2 separate regions of the Mus musculus genome follow, and region 1 is linked to region 2. The links are chromatin contacts, called in public HiChIP or PLAC-seq maps. All regions are on one chromosome and are shown on one strand. Each heading gives the region's core, a stretch centred on a gene start, on an enhancer-like site or on the middle of the called end of the contact. The rest is flanking DNA. Distances are from core to core; before and after follow the strand shown. Region 1 holds the start of Wdr73 (WD repeat domain 73). Region 2 holds the start of Fanci (Fanconi anemia, complementation group I).

Region 1 (4,886 bases), core at 464-2,963, 1.5 Mb before region 2:
TGATGCAAAAGCGAGAAGCTTGGGCTAGCTGAGTCCAGAGAGAAAGAGAGAGAGAGAGAGAGAGAGAGAGAGAGAGAGAGAGAGAGAGAGAGAGAGAGAGAGAGCGCATCACCTCTAGGGACATTATTTGGAAGACCTGAAATACCACGACCAACCAGAGAATCTCATAGAAAGCAATACTGCCATGGCCAGTGGCAGGGAGTGAGGTCTGCAGCAGAGCATGGGGGGTAGGGCATGTTGCTGACACTTCTCCAATGCCTTGGGCTTGGTTTCTGTGATGTCCTTTAGTTGTCATGACTACCCTGTGAAGTTGGGGCTATATTCTGGGAAAACCAATCCCCCTGACTCCTCAGGTCTTCCAGGGAGAAAGGTTCTCACTGAGAGGCTCAGCTGAGAGCCTGCAGCTGCCCTCCTGGGTACACTCAGCATTTCCCTGATTTGTGGACTCCAGAGTCAAGTCTTCCCTTCTTGCCTTCAGTACAGGAGGCTGCTGGAGCCACTACTGCAGAAGTGATGCCAATAATGGAACAAACCGGATGCTGGGCTTAGAATGTGTCCATCCAGGGAAGCTGACAATGGAACCCTAGCAGTGGCCTCCTCTGGATGTAAATCCTAAGCTCAAATGTGTTAATCTGTTACTGTGATTTCTGGTTGGGTCACCAGGAATGTTAATGATGCAGACACAAAGTCTTTCCTGCTGTATTTCTTGCTTCCCTGGTGAAGTGGTGAATAAAAATACTGCTCTTTACACAGAATGTCTGGGCCTCTCCTTCCACCCACATTTGAGGAAAGAGGGAAGGGTTCTGGAGGGTGGCATGTTCAGAGAGCTAGGGTGGTCTTAGAAAAGCCCCATCACCCCCCACCATGGCACCAGCCAGCCAGCTCTCAGCAGTCAGGTGTTGTGTTGGCTGCACTGATCCAGCCACGAGTGAGTTCTGCTACCAAAAGCTTCTTCCCCTGCAGTGGGGGGCTACCTACACTATGCTGCACTCGCCCCACCTTTGATCCCCATGGCAAACTTTAGTGCACTACCTGGTGCATACGGGAGAGAGCCACACTAGAATCCAGCCCTGCTGTGTTCTTTTTCTTCTCCGAATGTAGGGTCCTCCATACATGTTGCCAAAGTTATCGAATAAAAATTAAGTTGGAATGTCAGATACTTTGTTGATCGTGTCCTGTGTAACAGTAGACTGGCCTCGAACTCTCTATGCAGCAGATGATGACCTAAAACTTCTGATCAGTCATGCGCCACCGCGCTGGGTTTTTTGTCTATTTTTACGGGGTACTGAAAAGCTAACTCCGTGCATGCCGGGCAAGCACTCTAGCAGCTGAGCTACATCCCCAGTTAAACAAGATTCCTTTCATTTTAAAAAATAAAAAAGTCCTTAAGTATCCTTTACGGACAATACACGCAAACTTAAATTAACTGTTCACTTGAAGTGCCAATTAAGTCTGTATTGTACCTGCTTTGGGACACTGACAGCTCTTTGGCTGCACATTCTTGATCCTAAATATACATTAGGGGTATATTTGATGTCTCCGATCCTGCTTGTAGCTGACATCGATGGATCTGGTTTTTTTGCGTCGTTTTCACCCGGACTCTGCACACAGAACAGAAGAAACATCAACAGGGCTTCGCGCAGCGCTGAGCGCTTCCGCCCCAGCCAGCGGAAGACCACGCCCTCTCCTCGCGAGAGCGCGCGCCTGCCCAGGAAGTCTGGCTGGCGGAAGTGGAGCGACGGAAGCCACAGTTGCTATGGAGCTCGCTGAGGACTGGCTCGTGGAGTCTTTGCGATTGTAAATTGGCCCGTGGGCGGGTCTGATGGGCAATGGGAGAGGGCGCGTGCGGTTGTGGGCTCGTGGGCAGTGCCCAGGCACGGACCGATGGAGGTCCTGACCCCCGGCCTCTAGCTCTGGGACTCTGGGTCCTTTGTAAGCAAGTAATGTGACCAGATCCGCGCATGTGAGGGCTGATAAGGCACACATGGCCGGTTACCCTGGGCCGGATTCTAGGTTAACTTGAACACAGGTTTCTCCTGATTGTTCACCTCAACTTGGGGAAATCAACTTTATGGGAGTTCCGCAGGTGAGGAACCAAGGCTTGGTTCCTTATGGCCAGCCCGGTCTCATACACCAGGGAGGAAAATGCAGAAGAAAAGATTCAGCCCCATGTTTACCTAACTCCAGAGCCTGGTTCCACCAGTCCTTCAGCGATCTCCCAGTTCTTGGTTAGCTGTGCGTCGCGTGATTTTTGTAACCCTATCCTGCAGGTACCAAGACTTCCATGCATTTGACCTCTCAGGAGCCACTCGAGTCCTTGAGTGGATTGGTGAAAAAGGTAATATATCTTGCCTGCTACTAAACGAGATGCGTTTCTGCCTCATGGGCTGAATTTTAAAGTCTGAGCCGCTAGGGAGACCCATTCAACTTCCATCCCCTGACACAAGGCTACTCAGAGAATGGGGAAGGTATTGGGAGAATTTATAAATCCAGCCACGATCCACGATATTTCTAACTCTTTGTCATAGTTACTGTTTTATTTCAGGAGTCTTTGTTGCTGGTTATGAAAGTTTGAAAAAAAATGAGATTCTTCATTTGATACTACCTCTCAGGCTCTCTGTACAGGAAAACCAGGTAACTTAAATAGAGAAGCTGATTATCTGTGTCAATTTATTATGCATTTCTGGAGTGCCTGTTACTCTGCCTGACAAGTACCTGGGGCTGCCACAGAAGGAGGGGGGGGGGGCGGGCGGCGGCGTGTGCAAACCTTTAATCCAGGCACTTGGGAGGCAGAGGCAGGTGAATCTCTGTGAGTTTGGGGCCAGCTTGGTCTACAGAACGAGTTCCAGGACATCCAAGGTTACACAGAGAAACCCTGTCTCAAAAAAAAAGAAAAACAAAACCAAAGTCTAGAACAAGGCCCCTGTGCATGGGGATGAATGCCAAGGACAAGCAGGTGGTCGCAGGAGAGCTGCTACAGGCAAAGAGCAGTCTTACTTTATCAGAAATAGACGTGGGCTGGAGAGATGGTTCGGGGGCTCAGAGCACTCTGCGCTTCCAGAGGATCTGCGTTTGACTCCTGGCACCCACATTGCAGTTCACAACTTGCTGTAACTCCTTTCCAGGGCATCCAGCATTTGCAGGCAGGCAAAACATCCGCATACATAAAATAAATTTTAAAAATGTAGAGCCTTGAGAAGTAGTCAGTGGTGCAGTGCTCACAGAGCATCTTAGTCCCTCACAGACAAGAGATGAGGGAGCCATGTGGATGAGTAAGGTCGCCTGGGATGAGGGAGCAGGATCTGAGGCGGCAGGGCAGAGCCTTGGGGAGCACATTTAAATGATGCGGAGAAAGAATAGTCTTTGAAATAGGGGGAGAGAATGTGTGAGTGTAGCTAGTGGCTGCTCCTAGCCAGCCAGGGTTACACAGAACTTGTCTCAAAAAAAATAAAAAAAAAAAAAAGAAGAAAGAGAGAGAGAGGAAGGAAGACAGACAGACAGATGTGCCAGGCAGTGGTGGCGCACGCCTTTAATCCCAGCACTTGGGAGGCAGAGGCAGGCGGATTTCTGAGTTCGAGGCCAGCCTGGTCTAGAGAGTGAGTTCCAGGATAGCCAAGGCTACAGAGAAACCCTGTCTCAAAAAACCAAAAAAAAGAAAGAAAAAAAAAAGAAAGAAAACAGATGTTCTTAATAGAGTGAACACTTGTTACATGGTTGTTTTGTCTTTATTGCTAGAAAGACCCACCTTGCTTGTAGTGGGAGGGTGAGTGGGTTGGTGGTAGTAATCTTTGCATTCTTGGGTTAAGCTGTTTGTCTTCTGTGTCTTCCTCTAGGAAGGTGTAAACTGTTTTTGCCCCATAATCCAAGGGCTAGGACAGACTAGAAAAAGGCTTGGGGATAGGCAGGAGGGAAAAAAGAAGCTGACCACGTACGTAGATATTTACACGAGTAGATGAGCCCTGCCGAGGTCCAGCCGAGTGACTTTGATGCCTCCTTCCCTAGTGCTCATCTGGAAAGCAGGTGCTGAGCAGGGCGTGGTGGTGCATGCACACCCTTAATCCCAACGCCTTTTTTTAAAAAAGATTTATTTATTTATTATATGTAAGTACACTGTAGCTGTCTTCAGACACTCCAGAAGAAGAGGCCATCAGATCTCATTACCGTCGGTTGTGAGTCGCCATATGGGTGCTGGAATTTGAACTCAGGACCTTCAGAAGAGCAGTCAGTGCTCTTAACCGCTGAGCCATCTCTCCACCCCCAATCTCAGCACTCTATTTTGAGGCCGACCTGGTCTACAGAGCAAGTTCCAGGACAGCCAGGGCTATACAGAGACCCTGCCTAGATAAGCCAAAAATGAAAAGTCTGATTGCCCCACCCCTCCGATTTTTAGGGTTTACACCCAGAGAGGGACTTCAAAGTACGCCATGGAGGATTTTCAGACAGATCTGTCTTTGACCTAAAGCATGTGCCAGATACCAGGTATGGCCAGTCTGTGTCCCAGACTTTCATTCTCTGGGGATGACAGGAAATGCTCTGCAGCATCTGTCTTTATCAGCATGCCCACTTCTCAGGATACAGACATAGGTGGGTGTACCTGGGGCATCTGAAGAAATTGTTAGCTTAGCAGACATTTTGACTAGTAGAGCCTACAAGTCCGTGCAGTTGCTCCAGGGGCCAAATGCAGACTGGAAAAGCCCTCTGAAGCTTGTCTGAAAGCTGACAGACGCCACAGAAGTTCAGGTTTTAGTCGGGGTTCTGTGTTCAGGCTTCCTACTTGTGACCTTTCTAGGTGACCATCATGACCTGTGGCAGCCTGGGCTAAGTCTGTGGCTTTCTTGAGTTGTGATCCTGTCCCTAAAGCAGGATGAGCCTGCTCATGTGTTGGA
Region 2 (4,630 bases), core at 1,622-4,121:
GTCTTAACAAACTGAAGAACAAAAGCAAAATGTTTTCAGGAGAAAGGTCTGACCTGGAAATTAAGAAACTAAATTTAGGTAAATTTAGGTAGCCCAGACAACCAGATGATCGACAGTACGGGAAAGGAGGGTTTCATAAACAGAGGCAGGCAAGTCTGAGCTGACAACCGTACTGGGGAACAGGAGACTGGCTGCGATGGCGGCCAAGTGGAGCAGTAAGGCAGCTAGGAGGTCTGACCTCTCAGGGTTGGGGAGAGACAAAACCCTGAGAGAGTCAGCAAAGGAATTTTAATGACAACCATCACAAAGGTTATGAGCAAGGGAGTCTGACCAGACTGAAAACAGTCTTCGAGGCAACTGAACCTCAAATTAATGTGCAAATCAAAGTGGGGAGGGAATGTGGACAAAGAAGAAACTGAGAGGTGGCCTGGAGCTGTGTAAAGATAAAGTCACTCATGTGGAGAGGGGTGAACCTGGGCAGAGGAAGGATGGCGTAGCGTGGACGTGAAGGGGTGGGGGTTGGGAACCATTTTCTCCTCTCCCTCCGGTTCCCACCCCCATGTACAGTACCAGTATTCACTCAGCGGCTCCACCCAGAAACCTGGGCAAATCCTCAGGAACCACTGTCACCCTCCAGATCCACCGCCAAGTCCTACCGACCTCTCTCAAAGCCCACCCTGACTCTCCTCCCACCTCTACTCGGACAGCACCGAACCACTACAAAAACAGTTTCTTCACTTGCTCCCCTCTACACAGCAATAAGACAATTCTGAAAACAAAAACCAAATGATATAGTTTCCTTCCAACCCATCCTTATCTTAGAAGGAATTTTCTGTTGCTTTCTTATTAGACAAAAATCCAAAAGGAGGAGGAAGAAGAGGAGGAGGAAGAAGAAGAGGAGGAGGAGAAGGAGAAAGAGGAAGAAGAAGAGAAAGGGGGAGGAGGGAAGAGAAAGGAAGGAAGCCAGGTGGCAGTGGCACATTCCTTGAATCTCAGTAAGTGGGAGGCAGAGGCAGGTGGATCTCTGTGGGCTAAAGACAAGCCTGGGCTACAGAGTGAGCTCCAGGACAGCCAGGGCTACCACATGTGTGCATGCGCATGCGCGCTTGTACACACGTACACACGTACACGTACACACACACACACACACACACACACGCACACAAGCTCAGAGTCCTGGGACAGGAGAGATGGCTCAGTACTGAGCCTTCCCTGCTATCCCAGAGTTGCTGAATTCCATGCCTAGCACCACATCAGATGGCTCACAACTGCATGGCACTCTCTTCTGGCCGCAGAGAGCAGGTCCTGCAGGGTCTAAGCCCTCGCTTAACTTCCTTCATCACTCTATTCTTTCTTTTTAATGTTAAATAAGGAATTAGAAAAAAAAAATCAGATAGTGGAATCAACCAGACCCAAAGTCTACAAACGCAGCGAGCTTCTCCACAGCTCTAAGCCACTCTGAAGCTGGGGTGCTTCATGCTGGGTTTCACTCCTTCTCTACCAAGGATGTTCTTATGCACGTAACCACCACCCAAGCCGGAGGTCGTGAAAAGGTACACAGAGCTAATTCTGTTTCTGATTTTATCACTCTTCTAAGAACAATAAATTGTTTTCTGTCCTTCAAATCCCCAACACCCTTATAAACGATTTCTCATCTGAAACAAAGATACCCATCCTTGCTCTCAATTTCTACAAAGTCTTCAGACCTCGGCTCAACTCACTCTCTCTCAGATGCTCCGGTGTTACCTCCTCTACAAACACCAGTGAAATTCCTTCCACAATGTCACTAACTTTTTAAACAATTTTATTTGATGTATGAGTGCTCTGCTGCATATACATCCCCCTGCCTGAAGAGGGCATCAGATCCTCCTATAGATGGTTGTGAGCCACCAGGTGGTTGTCGGGAATTGAACTCAGGACCTCTGGAAGAACAGTCAATGCTCTTAACTGCTGGGACATCTCACCAGCCCCCCTCCCTCCCCCGGCAAGTTCTAATATTACATTTTAAATTAATGGCTAGGTCCCCCACTGGTCTACAGTTCCATGAGTATTTCCAGTTTGGTTTATCGTTATCTTGAGCACAGTAACAAGCTTATATTAAGGACATAAGAAATATCTGATGTGGGCCAGAGGGCGTAACTCTGCCGGTAGAACTGCCTAGCAGGCCTGCCGCCCTGGGCTGGATGACGTCATAACCCTAGACTTGTATACACCTAGCATGTTGATGCTCTCCTGTAATCCCAGCACTCAGGTGGAAACATGACCAGGCACACTCTGTAGCCAATATAAGACACTGACTCAAAAACAAAACTAAAAGGAAACAGAAACTATAAAATAAGGCAGCTAATGTAGATTTTACTACCTTAACTTCTATATACGGTGCCGAAAATATACTAAGTGCTTATAGTGGTGGCTGGGTGATTGCTTTGTATATTAAAATAAACGCTATGTAAATGGAGAAATTAAATAAAACATCTGGTGGGGTCGTTAGCTTTTGGAGCTCCGTTCTGCTCGACAGTGCACGTCTTGAGTATCCTGCCTATCCTATGCGAAGTCAATGGCCTCTCTTCCCACTGGCACTGGGCTCCACGCGCGAAACCCGGCTGCGGGACCCTCCAGAAGCAGGCGCTGACACTGCAGGGCAGGGCCAATAGGGAGGGCAGAACGGAGCGAGCCTCGCAAAAACCCGCCAAAGCTGATGTCCCCGACCCCTGCGCAGAAACCAGGCACGGCGGGACGCCACGTCGCAAGGGGACCCTGCCTGTCCTCACCGTCCCACTTCCTCCCTCCTTGTAAGCACAGACCCTGAACAGTCACCTCAACCTCAGCTCGGGATCCTTCCAAAATTCCCGCTCTACTCCACGCAGCCGCACTTCCGTTGCCCAGAGCAACAGGTCCCGCCCCCGAGGTGCACTTCCGACTTCCTAACTCTGTAGGGCGTACCATTTTAGATGACAAAGTGGGGGAATCTTTGCGGAGATGATGGCCCAAATTCGCGGGAGAGGGAGGTGCAACCGGCTCACACGCTTTGGGGGGAACCTCAGAGTAGCATGCGCGTTATGGTATGGCCGGGTTAAGCTTTCTTAGAGCTCTGTAGTTGAAGTCAGTGCAGAAGAGATTGAACCAATTGATGGAGGGTCAGGTCTTTTGCATCGGAAGCACCTCGCGCGCGCCCGCATGAGTGAGTGAGTGAGTGAGTGAGTGAGTGAGTGAGTGAGTGAGTGAGTGAGTGAGTGAGTGAGTGAGTGAGAGTGAGTGTGAGTGTGAGTGTGTGTGTCCGTCCGTCCCAGAAGCAGTGAATGTTCAATACATTCGTAAATAACCACCTGAGTGCACCGTCAAGATCAATGAAGCAGTGGACCGAAATTCTACTTTAGATTGAGGGTGCAGCTTGTGCACAGTGCCCAGAATCAACAAGCTCCTGGCTAGCTAAGCATGTGAAGGTGCTTAGGATGGTAGAGGAGAAGCAGAGGCATTACTATTTAGTGAAGCAAAGGATTCCTCTCGGGAATCACTCTTCTACATTTAGGTCTCCACACTGAAATATGAGAAGTTGTTAAAAACCAGCAGCTGAGGGTGAGGGCGATCCCTGAGGGGAATCCTTTACTTCACTAAAGAAACAGATGGCTTCATCCCATCTTCCCACAAAACCTTCCTTCCAAACTCCTTCTAGTTCCAAACTCCTTCTAGGACTGCACCATTCAGCTGTAAATCTGTTAACAATCTATACAGATTAAATAAGCATTCCATGTGTGCATCTAATAACACTTATTAAATTGTTTGTATGAATGTCTACCCCGATACATGAATAACATAGTACCTGTTTTTAATTTATTTTATTTATTAATTTTTGGTTTTTGTTTTGTTTTGAGACAGGGTTTCTCTGTATATCCCTAGCTGTCCTGGAATTCAATTTGTAGATCAGACTGGCCTCGAACTCAGAAATCCACCTGCCACTGCCTCCCAATGGTGGGTTTAAAGGCATGTGCCACCATTGCCTGGCTACCTGTTTTTTTATTAACATTAACTTTTTTTTGTTGTTGTTGTTTTTTTTTTTTTTTGGTTTTTTGAGACAGGGTTTCTCTGTATAGCTCTGGTTGTCCTGGAACTCACTTTGTAGACCAGGCTGGCCTCGAACTCAGAAATCCGCCTGCCTCTGCCTCCCGAGTGCTGGGATTAAAGGCGTGCGCCACCACGCCCGGCAACATTAACTTTTTGCTTATGTTTTCTTAGTCAGGATCCCACTTAGCCCAGGCTGGGTTTTAACTTGCGACATAACTGTGATTGGCCTTGATGTGTTTTGTAAAGTCAACAATATGTTTTAAAGAGCGAGGTACGGTGCAGTGGGTTAGGGTACCTCAGTGGGCCCACGCTAAGGCATCCTTCCCTGCAAGGTACCAGCCATAGGTCTAGTATAGCATAGAGTTTATTCTGTTGAAGGGGGGTTGAGAAGGGAGTAGAGACAGAGAAAGAGCGAGGGGAGAGATAGAATGAGAGAAAGATATGGAGCTGGAACAAAGAGACAAAGAGAAGACGCTGGCCAGGAACATGGAGTGGGGCAGGAGAGGGAGAAAGGAGTCAGAGAGAGAAAAGGGGGTCAGAGAGAGAAAGTCAGAAAGTGAAGAGAGAC

What was found. HiChIP or PLAC-seq counts read pairs in DNA pulled down with a chosen protein or histone mark.
Region 1: a contact with region 2 is called in an HNF4G HiChIP or PLAC-seq map of pancreatic cancer cells. The contact joins the promoter of Wdr73 here to the promoter of Fanci in region 2. A contact is called at or near these places in 1 of 39 promoter capture datasets (pre-B cells) and 2 of 115 datasets of contacts at active chromatin or transcription factors (embryonic stem cells and pancreatic cancer cells).

Annotation. Positions count from the first base shown.
Region 1 is chr7:80,898,096-80,902,981 of GRCm38.p6, reverse strand. Wdr73 (WD repeat domain 73) reads left to right here and starts at 1,713. Exons shown (of 8, transcript NM_028026.2): 1 at 1,713-1,797; 2 at 2,271-2,338; 3 at 2,546-2,634; 4 at 4,391-4,479. The coding sequence starts at 1,757. It overlaps Nmb (neuromedin B), which reads left to right. Exons shown (of 3, transcript NM_026523.4): 3 at 479-755. The coding sequence ends at 514.
Region 2 is chr7:79,390,579-79,395,208 of GRCm38.p6, reverse strand. It overlaps Fanci (Fanconi anemia, complementation group I), which reads right to left and starts at 2,871. Exons shown (of 38, transcript NM_145946.2): 1 at 2,818-2,871. It also overlaps a transcript of Rlbp1 not described here.